Linked DNA regions of Macaca mulatta: region 2 is linked to region 1. The links are chromatin contacts, called in public Hi-C maps. All regions are on one chromosome and are shown on one strand. Each heading gives the region's core, a stretch centred on a gene start, on an enhancer-like site or on the middle of the called end of the contact. The rest is flanking DNA. Distances are from core to core; before and after follow the strand shown. Region 1 overlaps DENND1A (DENN domain containing 1A). Region 2 overlaps DENND1A (DENN domain containing 1A).

Region 1 (5,758 bases), core at 1,018-3,517:
TGGGGCCAACAGGTGGTCTTGAGACACAGAGCTGAGCCACCATTCGGCTTTCCCAGCTCAGCAGGCTGCTCTACGTGGTCCTCTAGGTCCAGCAGCTTAATCAGTGTGTCAGTCAGGATCTAAGGACAGCAGAGATTACTTGCAATGTTTACAACAGAGGGGAAATCATGCAAGGAAGTGGTTACACAGGTGATGGCAGAGCTGAAATCCAGAAGAAGACAGGGAGGCAATCCAGAGATTCGTAACAGCAGAGGTGGTGCTCTGGAGGCCAGAGGCCAGGGTCGCTTGACCACAGCTGGTCCCTGTGGGTCTGTGCAGTAGGTGCTTGAGTCAGGGAGGAGGTGAACCATTGCTACACAGCCCACCCAAGCAGAGAAAGCGTGAAGAGATACTCAAGCTTTTCCCTTCCATTCTCCTCCTCCTAATCTCTCGCTGGTGCCTTGCATGGGCCAAACCAAGCGGAAACCAGCTGATCTGGGAGCCCGGGGAACTCAGTGTGCAAAGGTCACCCTCCTGTCTGTAGAGAGCAGAGCAGAAAAGTGGGGTGAGTCTGAGGTCAAGCAGGCTGAGAACCAGCACTGCCAAATCCCAGAGAGTAAGGCTATTTGGTGACCACCCGCCCACACCCCCCTGCATCCCTTCCCCAGGCCAATGAATAGCATAATGAAGTGAAAGACCCCTTGACTTGAAGTTAGACTTGATGCTAACCTGGACTCTGCCTTTTCTAAGCTGTGTGACTCTACACAAGTTACTATACCTTTCCGAACCCTATTACCTCAACTATACAATAGGTAAGAGAATCTCGAATTAAACGATACCTTCATAGAGCTTCCTTGACATGTGTCTGGCTGGTTTCTATTTTATAATGAAATAAGAACGAGGTATTTAAAACTTTATGGGCTTAGCCTGGAGCTAACAGGAATGTCAGAAATTCACATATGTTGACTGACTACCCCCCAAACTTCAGTGAATTTGCTGACGCTTTATTAGCTACCAATTATTATCTAGTAGATGTCTAATTTCTTAATATATTCTCTTTCTGGAGGCATATATGTAGAGGAAAGCTTGCAAAGTGTTTGATGGAGTATTTGAGTGTTGAAGAGGCGCCATGTGTGCACTGTAGTTTGGTACAGGCTAAAGAAGTTTGAGATTCCAGGAGAGCTACTTCTTCAGAGCTATGAAACCGGGAAGCCCTCCCTCCTCCCTAAACCACAGGTTTTTCATTTGTTAAGTGGGGATAAAAATGCCACCTTCATAAAATTGTTTTCAGAATTAAATGCAATGGCAGATGGGAAGTACTCATCCTCTGTGCATCTTTCCTGCCCTCCACAGCAAACTTTTTATCCAGCGAATGCCCAATTCACCAGCAGTCACATTCCATGGAGGCGTGGCAGGATTTTTGGAAACTCTTTAACTGGAGATTATTTATGTTTGGCTTGCTGGTCCCTGTTAGTGATGTGACCTGGCAGGTCTCCACTCAACCCTATTTCCATCAGTCACAGCTCACTGGCATTATTCATAAGCCAGTTGCTTGGGACTTTTCTTTGCTCATATTCCTACTGCGAGGCATGTTCACTCTCCTCTTCACAATAAAATGGTCTGGAGGTTTTAAGGTTGTCTTGAGCAAGTCAGCTGCCAGCTTAAAAGGTCATTATCTATTCTCTGAAGGGAAACTTTTATCCCAGGTTGATTAGTTTTATGCTGGCTTGATAAGTGTTTATGCAAAAGAAGTAGGGGAGGGAAAAACCTGGTACTTACTGAACTCCTACTTCTTGCCCTTTATGTATATTTTCTTGGTTAAATGTACACAGTATTATCCCCAGCTTGCTAAATAAGAAACTTAAAGCAGAGAGAATTGAAATTACTTAATGCAACAACTTTGCTCAAACATTTACCAAGACCCTGCTAAACCAGGGACAATTCTAGATGCTTGGAGTTGCAGCAGTGAACAAAATAACGTCCTAGTCCTCAAATCTCTTCTACTTTAGGAAGACACAGATGGTAAACAAAGATGAAAATCAACATATAATATGTCTGATGGTAATAAGTGTTATGCAGAAAAAGAAAGCTAAGGAAGAAGATAGAGAAAGCTCCTGGGTGAGATAGGTGCCAAGAAGAAAGAGTCGGATTGGAGCCAGGTCTGTCTGCCTCTAGAACTCACAGTGTTTCCACTGGTCCCATGCTGCTTCTGATCCTCTTTGGTGATGGTTTCCAGCATCTAGGGAGGAAACATGAACTCCTCTAGCATCTTGCTTCTTAGTCGAAAGCTGGTCATTCAATGTGTCAGGGTGGTGACTTTGCATTCCTGGGGTACAGAAAACATTTTTGCCGTACTCCCTGCTGTCAGCAGCATGTAGCTGTTTCTTTCGTCTCTCTGGTTTCCCAGACACATTTAATCTTGATGCAGAAAGCATCTTGCCAGCTTGGACTCGAGCCCTAGTGCTGAGGAGACCAGTCTGTCCTAAAGGAGGGTCTCTGTGACTGCTGGGCTCAAAGGAACTCATCACTTCTTTTTTGTCTTCTTCCAAAAAGTGATGCCCCATGCAGTAGCTTATGTCATCTTAATACCTGCTTCCTGATCTTTAGGACTCAGCAAGACAGTCTAATTCTATTTTTTAAAATGCTGGCACCTTCTCTGTACCAGGCCCAGTGGCAGGCACTGAAGAAAAGAGATGAAACCTACTTACGGGAGTCAGCCAGACCTGGGTTCCAAGTACCACTTTTCTATTTATGTAATTTTGCACATGTTACTTAACTCCTTAGCTTCAGTTTTGTCATCTGTAAAATGGGGAGAATAAATGTAATCTGCCTCATAGGATTGGTGTGAAGATTAAGTTAGATAATACAGCATGGTACCTGGCTCTTGATAAGAACTTAATATTAGTTTTTAAAATATACCACAGTAACCATTTAATTTATAGCTGAGTTTACATTTTGTCCTATGAGGAAACAGTTGGGTAGATACAAGATTTTCTTTCTCAAAGTGTATGTATTTTAGTGGAAAATGCTGTAGTAATCCTCATCATGCTGACAGTGTTTACAAAGAAGTGTTGGCATTCAATCTTTATAGTATTTCCCACTAGGTAGGTACCGTTATACCTTTAAAAATCTATTTGTTATAAAATAAAACGTAAAACTGCCTTAATCAAGTGGATGATGTAATGAATTTTCATAAGACCAACGCTTTCCAAAACAGGAAACAGAACTTTCCTACCCACCCTAGAATCCCCTTTGATCCCAACTCTTTCCTTTTCTCTGTAAGTAACCACTATCTTGACTTTCATGGTAATCACTTCCTTGCATTAAAAAAAAAAAATAGTTTTATTACCCAAATGTTTATGCCTAGAAACTATAGGTAAGTTTTCTGTTTTAAAAAGATATGACTTTTAATTCTCTTTCAACTTATAGGTTCCTCCTACACCCCTTTTGTTTACTTACAATTTATTTGTGTATGAACTCAAGCCTGTGGAGATGTCCCACTGTGTGAGTTTTGCTGATGGCATAATCTTGGTGCAGTTCACCATGTTCCTCTGTCCCCTGTATTTCCTGCTAATTGACAGTTGATCCAGAGATTGGATAAATTGAGGTTCAGTCGCTTTTGCAAGACTGTAGGAGGCATACCAAGTCTTGTTGTGTCTGTTTTAGCGATCCTAGTAGCCAATGTGTTTAATATCTACATCTATTTATTCACTGGGAGTTGAAAAATGGTGATATTCTAAGTTTATAATTTGGTTTTCATTTATTGGTTGGAATATTTTTATAAAGAGACAGTTTCCCTCATTTAATATTTAGTTATTCAGTGTTAGCATTCATACAAGCCAAAGCAAAATAAATGTTTGACTCTTTCTCTTTATTTACCACTTTTTTTTTTTTTTTCTTTTTTTTTTCTTTTTTTTTTTTTTTTGAGACGGAGTCTCGCTCTGTAGCCCAGGCTGGAGTGCAGTGGCCGGATCTCAGCTCACTGCAAGCTCCGCCTCCCGGGTTCACGCCATTCTCCGGCCTCAGCCTCCCGAGTAGCTGGGACTACAGGCGCCCGCCACCTCGCCCGGCTATTTTTTTGTATTTCTTAGTAGAGACGGGGTTTCGCCGTGTTAGCCAGGATGGTCTCGATCTCCTGACCTCGTGATCCGCCCATCTCGGCCTCCCAAAGTGCTGGGATTACAGGCTTGAGCCACCGTGCCCGGCCATTTACCACTTTTTAATATAATGAATTATTGGTTCCCTATCATCCTCCAAAGGGGACAATTGATACATACATGAATATGTATGAATTCATATATATATATATATACACACACACACACACACACACATATATATATAAGTTGTCACCTTTGGATTCATATATATGTGTGTGTGTGTATATATGTGTGTGTGTGTGTGTATATATATATAAATACATACACACACACACACATATATATAATTGCCTGGTGGATTTAAATATATTTGAATTTTGGTTCATTGCAATTATTATCATTTTTATTTATTTTTTATTTTTAATTATTAAAATAATTATCGTATTAAACTCAAACCCTCCCATCTTTGTTCAGTAAGACATACTTCAGGTTGACACCTGAGTACTTTTTTCTACATGAACCTAGTAGTCTTTGATAGCTCTCTTGCTATCTGATATTACAAGAGGTTCCAGGCTCATCTTGTACATCCTACCCCCAAACCTGGAATCAGACTTTTCTTCAGGAAGCACTGGTTTCTTTTACTGAGAAAGTGTATCTCAAGACCAAAACCTGGCTTAGGATACTCATTGCTACTGAGTTGGCCATTGTTTCTAGGCCTTTTCATTGAAGAGAGCTAGGAAACATATGCTTATGTACGTAAATCTCTTGTCGCTTATATTGATACTTCCAATTGAAATTCAAGACTACAGAGCTTTTACTTAACCTCTTCTTTATTATATTTGTATTTCCTCTCTCCCATATGAAAATTCTGGTTCTCAAGGGCAGAAGGAATGATAGAATACTCCAGAATTACTAATTTAGTTTCATATTCTCCAAAAATAATACAAATACTCAAATACCATGAGCATAATTACAGAAAACCTTTTAACTATTTTTTGGTATGTTCTTTCCTCCCATTTTTGACTGGTTCCGCTGTATTTACATTGCTAGAGCATGCAGCCATTACGCAAGACACTCTCTCCCTATCAGTCTTGGAGGGACTCTTGTCTGTTACCACCAGTCCTAATGGGGATGCCTCTGCAGTCATTTTTTATTGCCTGACACTTGCTCCCTGGTAAATTCCCTAGGAAAGTTCCTGGGAACAATATTCTGTCCGTTGTTAAAAGTTGATAATCACTTTTCTATGTCCTTTAAACATATAAGTCAGTTTTGCTGGATGTAAGATCCTTGGCTCATACATTCTATTTTGAGTATCTTGAATGTGTTACTTCATTTTCTTCTGGCAAAGTGTTGCTGTCAAAATCTAATGATAATCTCAATTTTCTTTTGTTAATAAGTCACTTTTTTTTTTTTTTTTTTACCACATGCCCAAGAGTCTTTTTGTTTGTTTTTTTTTTTAAGTTCAGTAATTTTATTAGATTGACTTTGGTAGTCATTCTAGTTCTGTAGACCAGGAGTAGTCTGTGGTCTTTCAACATATTTGAAATATACAATTTCATACATCTTTTTTTTTCAATTTCAGGAAAATTTTCTCAAATTAACATTGGTTCTGATTATTGCTTTGTTTTTCTTCTTCAGGTACTCCAATTAGCCGTATATTCAAACTTCTTTGCCTATTT
Region 2 (5,758 bases), core at 1,700-4,199, 130 kb after region 1:
GGATTTTATAGTCAGCAAATCATTCTTAGGTACCTCATCCCAGCTGCGCCTCACAGTAGCTCAGTGAAGTAGGCACTGTCACCACCCTGTTTAGCAGTGAGCAAACTGATGCTTGGTAACTTAACCCAGGTTCCTCAACTGCAAATAAGGTCATCTGGACTCTAGAACCTGTAGTCTTGCCAGTATTCCAAGCTCTCTGGACCCTCCGTCTTCTGCTTGGGACCAGAAGAGTTTCAGCTTTCAGTTTGTTTCGGATTTTAGAATATTTGCATGATACTTCCTGGTCGTGTGCCCCTAATCCAAACTCCAGAATCCTCCAGTGAGCGTTTCCTTTAGCATCATGTTGGGGCTCAAGAAGTCTTGGATTTTGGCGTGTTTCAGATCTCTGATTTTCAGATTAGGGATGCTCAATCTATATAAAATGCTGGGAGAAGGAAAAAAAAAATTCAGTGAAGAAAAAAAGTAATGAGTAGCGGCTGAACTGTCTGCGGAATCTCCAGTGCCACGTTAGGTCTGGCAGAGACACAGAGGAGAAGAGAATTAATATTCATTGAGCACCTTTTCTGGTGCCTAGGACTGTGCTGGGCACTTGTGTCATTACTGTCTCATTTGTCCAGCCCAGAGCAGGCAGATGCCATCTCCCTAATTTGTAGCCAACACCACAGGGATGATGACAGGCCTGATGATAAGTCCTGCCTTTGAGCCCAGCTCGCCTCTCTCCACTGTCTCTTTGTTTTCTACCAAACAGCCTCCCCTTAAGCCAAAGTCAGCAGCAGGTAGCTCTCAGTGTTCCCCTTTGAGGCTTGGCATCCAAGGCGGGCACAGAATCTTGAAAGTCATGATTCAGGCCGGGCACGGTGGCTCAAGCCTGTAATCCCAGCACTTTGGGAGGCCGAGACGGGCGGATCACGAGGTCAGGAGATCGAGACCATCCTGGCTAACACGGTGAAACCCCATCTCTACTAAAAAAATACAAAAAACTAGCCGGGCGCGGTGGCGGCGCCTGTAGTCCCAGCTACTCGGGAGGCTGAGGCAGGAGAATGGCGTAAACCCGGGAGGCGGAGCTTGCAGTGAGCTGAGATCCGGCCACCGCACTCCAGCCTAGGGACAGAGCGAGACTCCGTCTCAAAAAAAAAAAAAAAAAAAAAGAAAGTCATGATTCAGGGAAGGATCACTCCCCTTGGAAGAGTTCAAGTATTGGAGACAGCAACAGTGGACTCTGTGTTTTCTCACCGGTGTGGGGATCTGTGCAGATTGGGGGGTGGGCCGCCACATCCATTGGCACCGAGGACTCGGGAGACAGACGCTGTGAGAGACACTGAGTAGCAGCTGCCTCAGGCTCTGAGCTAATGCAGGAGGTGACTAGCCTGGTGCTAGCTTTGGCCGAACCTCCTGGATTGATGGCATGCCGAATAGGCAGGATGCCTGGGAGAACCAGCTCTCCTAGCCTTGGAAGTCAGAGAGGCCTGCCCTGGTTTGAATTACAGCTTGGCCACTTCCTGGCTGTGCGACCTTAGGCAGGATCCTCACCTTCTCTGAGCCTTAGTTTCATCATCTGTAAAATGGGTTTAACAATAGAGGTTGTGTATGTATAGCGCCTGGCACGGTCCCTGGCGTGTCCCCCGAACTTATTCTGCCAAGCGGCAGCACTAAGAGACCAATTTGAGAGTCACAGAAGGTTTATGCTTTCTGGGCCCCTAAGGACCATTTACTCTACGTGCATTTATGCAAGCATTTCCAGTGGACCCTGCTACAGACTAGGTGGGAACCGGGGAGACTCAGCATATAGAACCCCCTGAGGGCCTCGAAGAGGACAGCCTGCCAAGCTCCCATGTCAGGAGCCATCAGCCTCCAGTGTGGCTTTGCTGGGTCACGTAGCCACAAACGTTCAGGACAGAAGTGCAGCCGTTGGCCCGGGGTAGCAGGGGCGGGGGAGGCTCTAGCCATTCAGCCTTTCTGGAAGGAGCTTTGTAGCCTGGCACCTGTGGCTGGAGTTCAGATGTTACCCGAGGATTTGGGCTTTCTTTTTAAAAACAAGAAAAAGGAAAGAGCAGAAGAAAACCATGCCAGCGCCTCCTGGACGAAGGGAGAGGCAGACTGCCGTCGGCCTGCGTGTGAAGCGCTTTATAAGCTCTGTATTTATTATTTCTTGCTCACCATTAAAATCAAATGTACTCAGTGCTTTTGTATTCAATACACATTTAACCCTGCCGACTTAGATTTCTCAGGTTTTAAATCCAGTGGGGAATTGGCTGGCTTCCCAAGTTTCCCCTCCAGTCCCCCTTGAACAGAGCTGGAAATCTCTGTTTAGCATTTTCTCCCCTGGCGCGGCAGGGATCCTCACACTGGTGGGGCCAGTCACTGTTGTGTGTGCCTGTGGGTTTCTTCCTTCATCCCCCATACCCACCCTTCCTAAGCACCCCAGAAAGATGGGTGTGATGGCTGAAATATGACAAGACTTGTCTGCATAGTCTGTGATTCAGGCTTCATTAATAAACCATTTTGTCTGTATGTGTCTGTGCCTGGTTGTGGCCCGCCGCCATGCACGTGCGAGGGTGCGTGTGCGTGAGTGTGTGATTCATACATGTGCCTTCACCTCTTGCGCGTGCCTCTGTGAGTGTGCATTTCTGAGATAGTGTTTACGTGGAAGTCTGGAGGCCTCAGTATATCTCGGGATGGTCATGTCTGTGAGTGTAATTTTGTGTCTGGCTTGTCCACACCAGTCAGGTGTGTGTAACTCTGGGTAGGTCAGCAGCTGTGCTGGTGACCAACCGCCTCTGGGTCTGGTGTCTTTCTCTCCCTCCCCAGCATCCGCGGCTCCGGCTCTGTGCTCCCCACCCCCGCCCCTCCCCCACTGCTCTGTCTGTTTTATCATCCCTAATGAAGCAGTCTCCTCCACCGATCCCGCTGATTGCCAACCCATTCCTTTTGTTTGTTGGCGCTGAGCCATTCAGCGGCACTCTGACAGCTCAGCTCGTCTAATTAGCTCTGTTGTTCTTTTTCCCCATGTTTCACCACGTTGCAAGTTCAGTTGAAGTTGCCACAAACTTAATCCCCCCATTTCAGCCACAAGTTCACATTCTTAACCCGCCTTTATTGTAGCAAGGAGCAGCCCTGTGCAAGGACGAGCTGACAGGCCTTAAAGTCTGATCTTTCCTGAAAGCTCTGCCCCAGGGCCCCCCGGGGCAGGGGCAGAACTGCTCCTTCACCCTCCCCACACTCCCGCCTTTTGTGGGGAGAAGTTGGGGGTGGGGATCATTCCAGCCAGGTGACCCTGTTGACCAGCTGCCAGAGCTGGGGAAACCAGTTCAGAGTTAGAAGAGGTGCGGGGATATCCACTTGTTTATTCAGCACATGTTGCCTGAATGTGAGCTGTGTGGCAGGCACAGTTCTAATCACGATGATACTAGCAACGTCATTATGCACTTCTCACATTCCGAGCAGCAATGTTCACTTGTTCCTAAAAATCTTGCTGAGCGACCATGACACCCAAGGCAGTCCACAGAATGCGAGGCAGGGATAAGAGAATCCTAAAACTCATCTTCTAACTCAGAGACACCCACTCTTCGTCTTCCTTTTGTTGTTGACAAGAAGGGACATCCAGGTCACAGAGGAGCAGGATGAACATTTATTGAGCCCCCACTGTGTACCAGACCCCATGCGGGGACTTGCCCTGTATCCGGTCTTCACAATCACCCCATAGACGAAGACAGCCAGTTTGGTGGAATGCATTTGGTGTTTACCACATCCCTGATCTGCCAAACCAGTCTGAGATCAGACTGGCCACTCCACAGGAAAAACTTTGGTTAGATCACACGTGCACAGACCTGAGGGCTTGATGAGACTCCATAAAAACTTGTCTTTTATGCAGCCAGCTTCTGTCATCTGTGTTCCTAAGCCATTGTGCCGTGTCACCCACAAGCTTCTGGGGGGCGGGAGGTGTGATGTTCAGGAGAAGGGGCGGGCAGGAAATGGAGTGTGTGCCTGCTGTCCTTCCCTGTCTTGTCCTGGAAACTCAGCAGCTGTGGCATCCCATCCGTGGAGAAAGCAAGCCCCCTGCCCCGGCAGGCTTGGTGGTTTTTATCGGCAATGAAATTCAGAGATAGACTTTCTCAGCTTAGCTCTCAACCCATCCCTCTCAGCCACTGGGACTGTACGGAGATGACCGTGCCAAATTAAAGCCGTGGAATGTCAATTGGACCAAATGAGTATACTTCTAAGGGCACCTACAAATTCTCAGCCTAACATCCATCACGGGCTCTGGCAGGGGATGAGGGTGCCTTTCTCTGTGGGCCCTCATCTTGGTTTTCAGACGCAGTAGGTACGAAAAACCCATCCCGCTGTTGCAGCAGCAGCTGTGGAGTTAGGAAGCTGGGTCCTTCCTGATGTACCCGCTGGAGGCCCTCCCACTAGGTCTGCTCAGTGCATGTAGCTACGCAAGATGGGCAGCATCCAGGCTGAACTCTGCTGGGAGGACCGGCACGGGGATGCCCTGGGAAACAGAAAGACGATTTGTAGTGGCACTCTCTCATGCCTCTCTTATTTAGAGAGGAAAATAAGCACCCTGTGATTCTGTTGTAAAAAGAGCAAACTAAGCATGTGCACCCTAAAAACAGGTGTGAGCACAACCTTTTCTTTCTACAAAACCAGCTTCTGGGCGTCAGAGGAAGATGAGAGGGAATTGTCATTGATAAGGGACTCTTGGTTCTGGGTCCTATGTAGACATCATCTCATTGGACCCTCACTGCAGCCCTGCAAGGAAGCCAATGGAACTATCCTCATCTTGCAGATGAAGAAACCGAGCTTTCCAGGAGCACCTTTCTGATTTAAATAGACCACAGAATTCCAGTTAATGTGTCTATCTGCTGCCTATTAGATGGTGATGCTTCTGTGATAGGCTGGGCTATTGTAGCCTGTAGCTTTGAAATTTCCTAAACATTTTTTGGGGGTGGGGGTGTTTATCCAAATCTTCAGAATGTTCCTGTATGGCTTTTCCAACTCACTCCTTCTTGGGGTCTCCCCCTGTACTCCTCTAGGTGCGCCCACCTCGTCCTCATGTTGTTAAGAGACCAAAGAGCAACATCACAGTGGAAGGCCGGAGGACGTCTGTGCCGAGCCCTGAGCAGTGAGTATCGCACCTCTCCCCTCTGTCTGCAAGAACCCTCCGTCTGCGGGGCCAGCACTTTGTGGAGCTCCAGCGTGTAGCCCTGGCCTTTGTGAGGCTTCCCCGGGGCCCCCAGTGGGTGTTTCACAAAGGGGTCATTCAGCGAACAAGGCTTGATCTCTTACTCGGTCTGGTTGTCACACCAGCGGGAGGCCCCAGAGGCCAGGGAGCCAGGCACTTGGGCTGGATTTCGAGTGGTGGGGTCCAAAGCGTACTTGGCTGGGTTCAGAAGAAGGTCCTAGGCCTCTTGTGCTGAACATACCGAGTCAGTAGGTGAGGGTTAGAACCTGGTGAAGGAGGCCAAGTGTTGAACTGGGTCCACCCACCTTCCTAGGCCTCCATGGCCGAGATCTGTACACAGGACTGCCCTTATCCACTGCCCCAGCCCCACCAGGACCCTTTGCCCACCTGTGCTGGAGCATTTATGTTACTGTGGTTTTTCTTTTTTTTTTTTTTTTTTTTGAGACAGAGTCTTGCTCTGTTGCCCAGGCTGGAGTGCAGTGGCCGGATCTCAGCTCACTGCAAGCTCCGCCTCCCGGGTTCACGCCATTCTCCTGCCTCAGCCTCCCAAGTAGCTGGGACTACAGGCGCCCG

Evidence for each region. A called contact is a pair of places that touch in the nucleus more often than the background predicts.
Region 2: a Hi-C map of fetal cortical plate shows a contact between it and region 1, with 2.8 times the contacts expected there. The contact joins two enhancer-like sites. A contact is called at or near these places in 3 of 14 Hi-C or Micro-C datasets (cortical neurons, fetal cortex germinal zone and fetal cortical plate).

Annotation. Positions count from the first base shown.
Region 1 is chr15:24,246,309-24,252,066 of T2T-MMU8v2.0, forward strand. All of the region lies in intron 12 of DENND1A (DENN domain containing 1A), which reads left to right. Among named protein-coding and RNA genes, the nearest start is that of MIR601, 140 kb to the right of the region's middle. Within about 2 kb of position 2,268, at least 2 of the 40 cell types and tissues checked have an H3K27ac peak or open chromatin away from gene starts, as enhancers often do. A contact at or near this core is called in fetal cortical plate, where this site is marked.
Region 2 is chr15:24,378,497-24,384,254 of T2T-MMU8v2.0, forward strand. It overlaps DENND1A (DENN domain containing 1A), which reads left to right. Exons shown (of 21, transcript XM_077968020.1): 19 at 5,037-5,125. Among named protein-coding and RNA genes, the nearest start is that of MIR601, 3.3 kb to the right of the region's middle. Within about 2 kb of position 2,950, at least 5 of the 40 cell types and tissues checked have an H3K27ac peak or open chromatin away from gene starts, as enhancers often do. A contact at or near this core is called in fetal cortical plate, where this site is marked.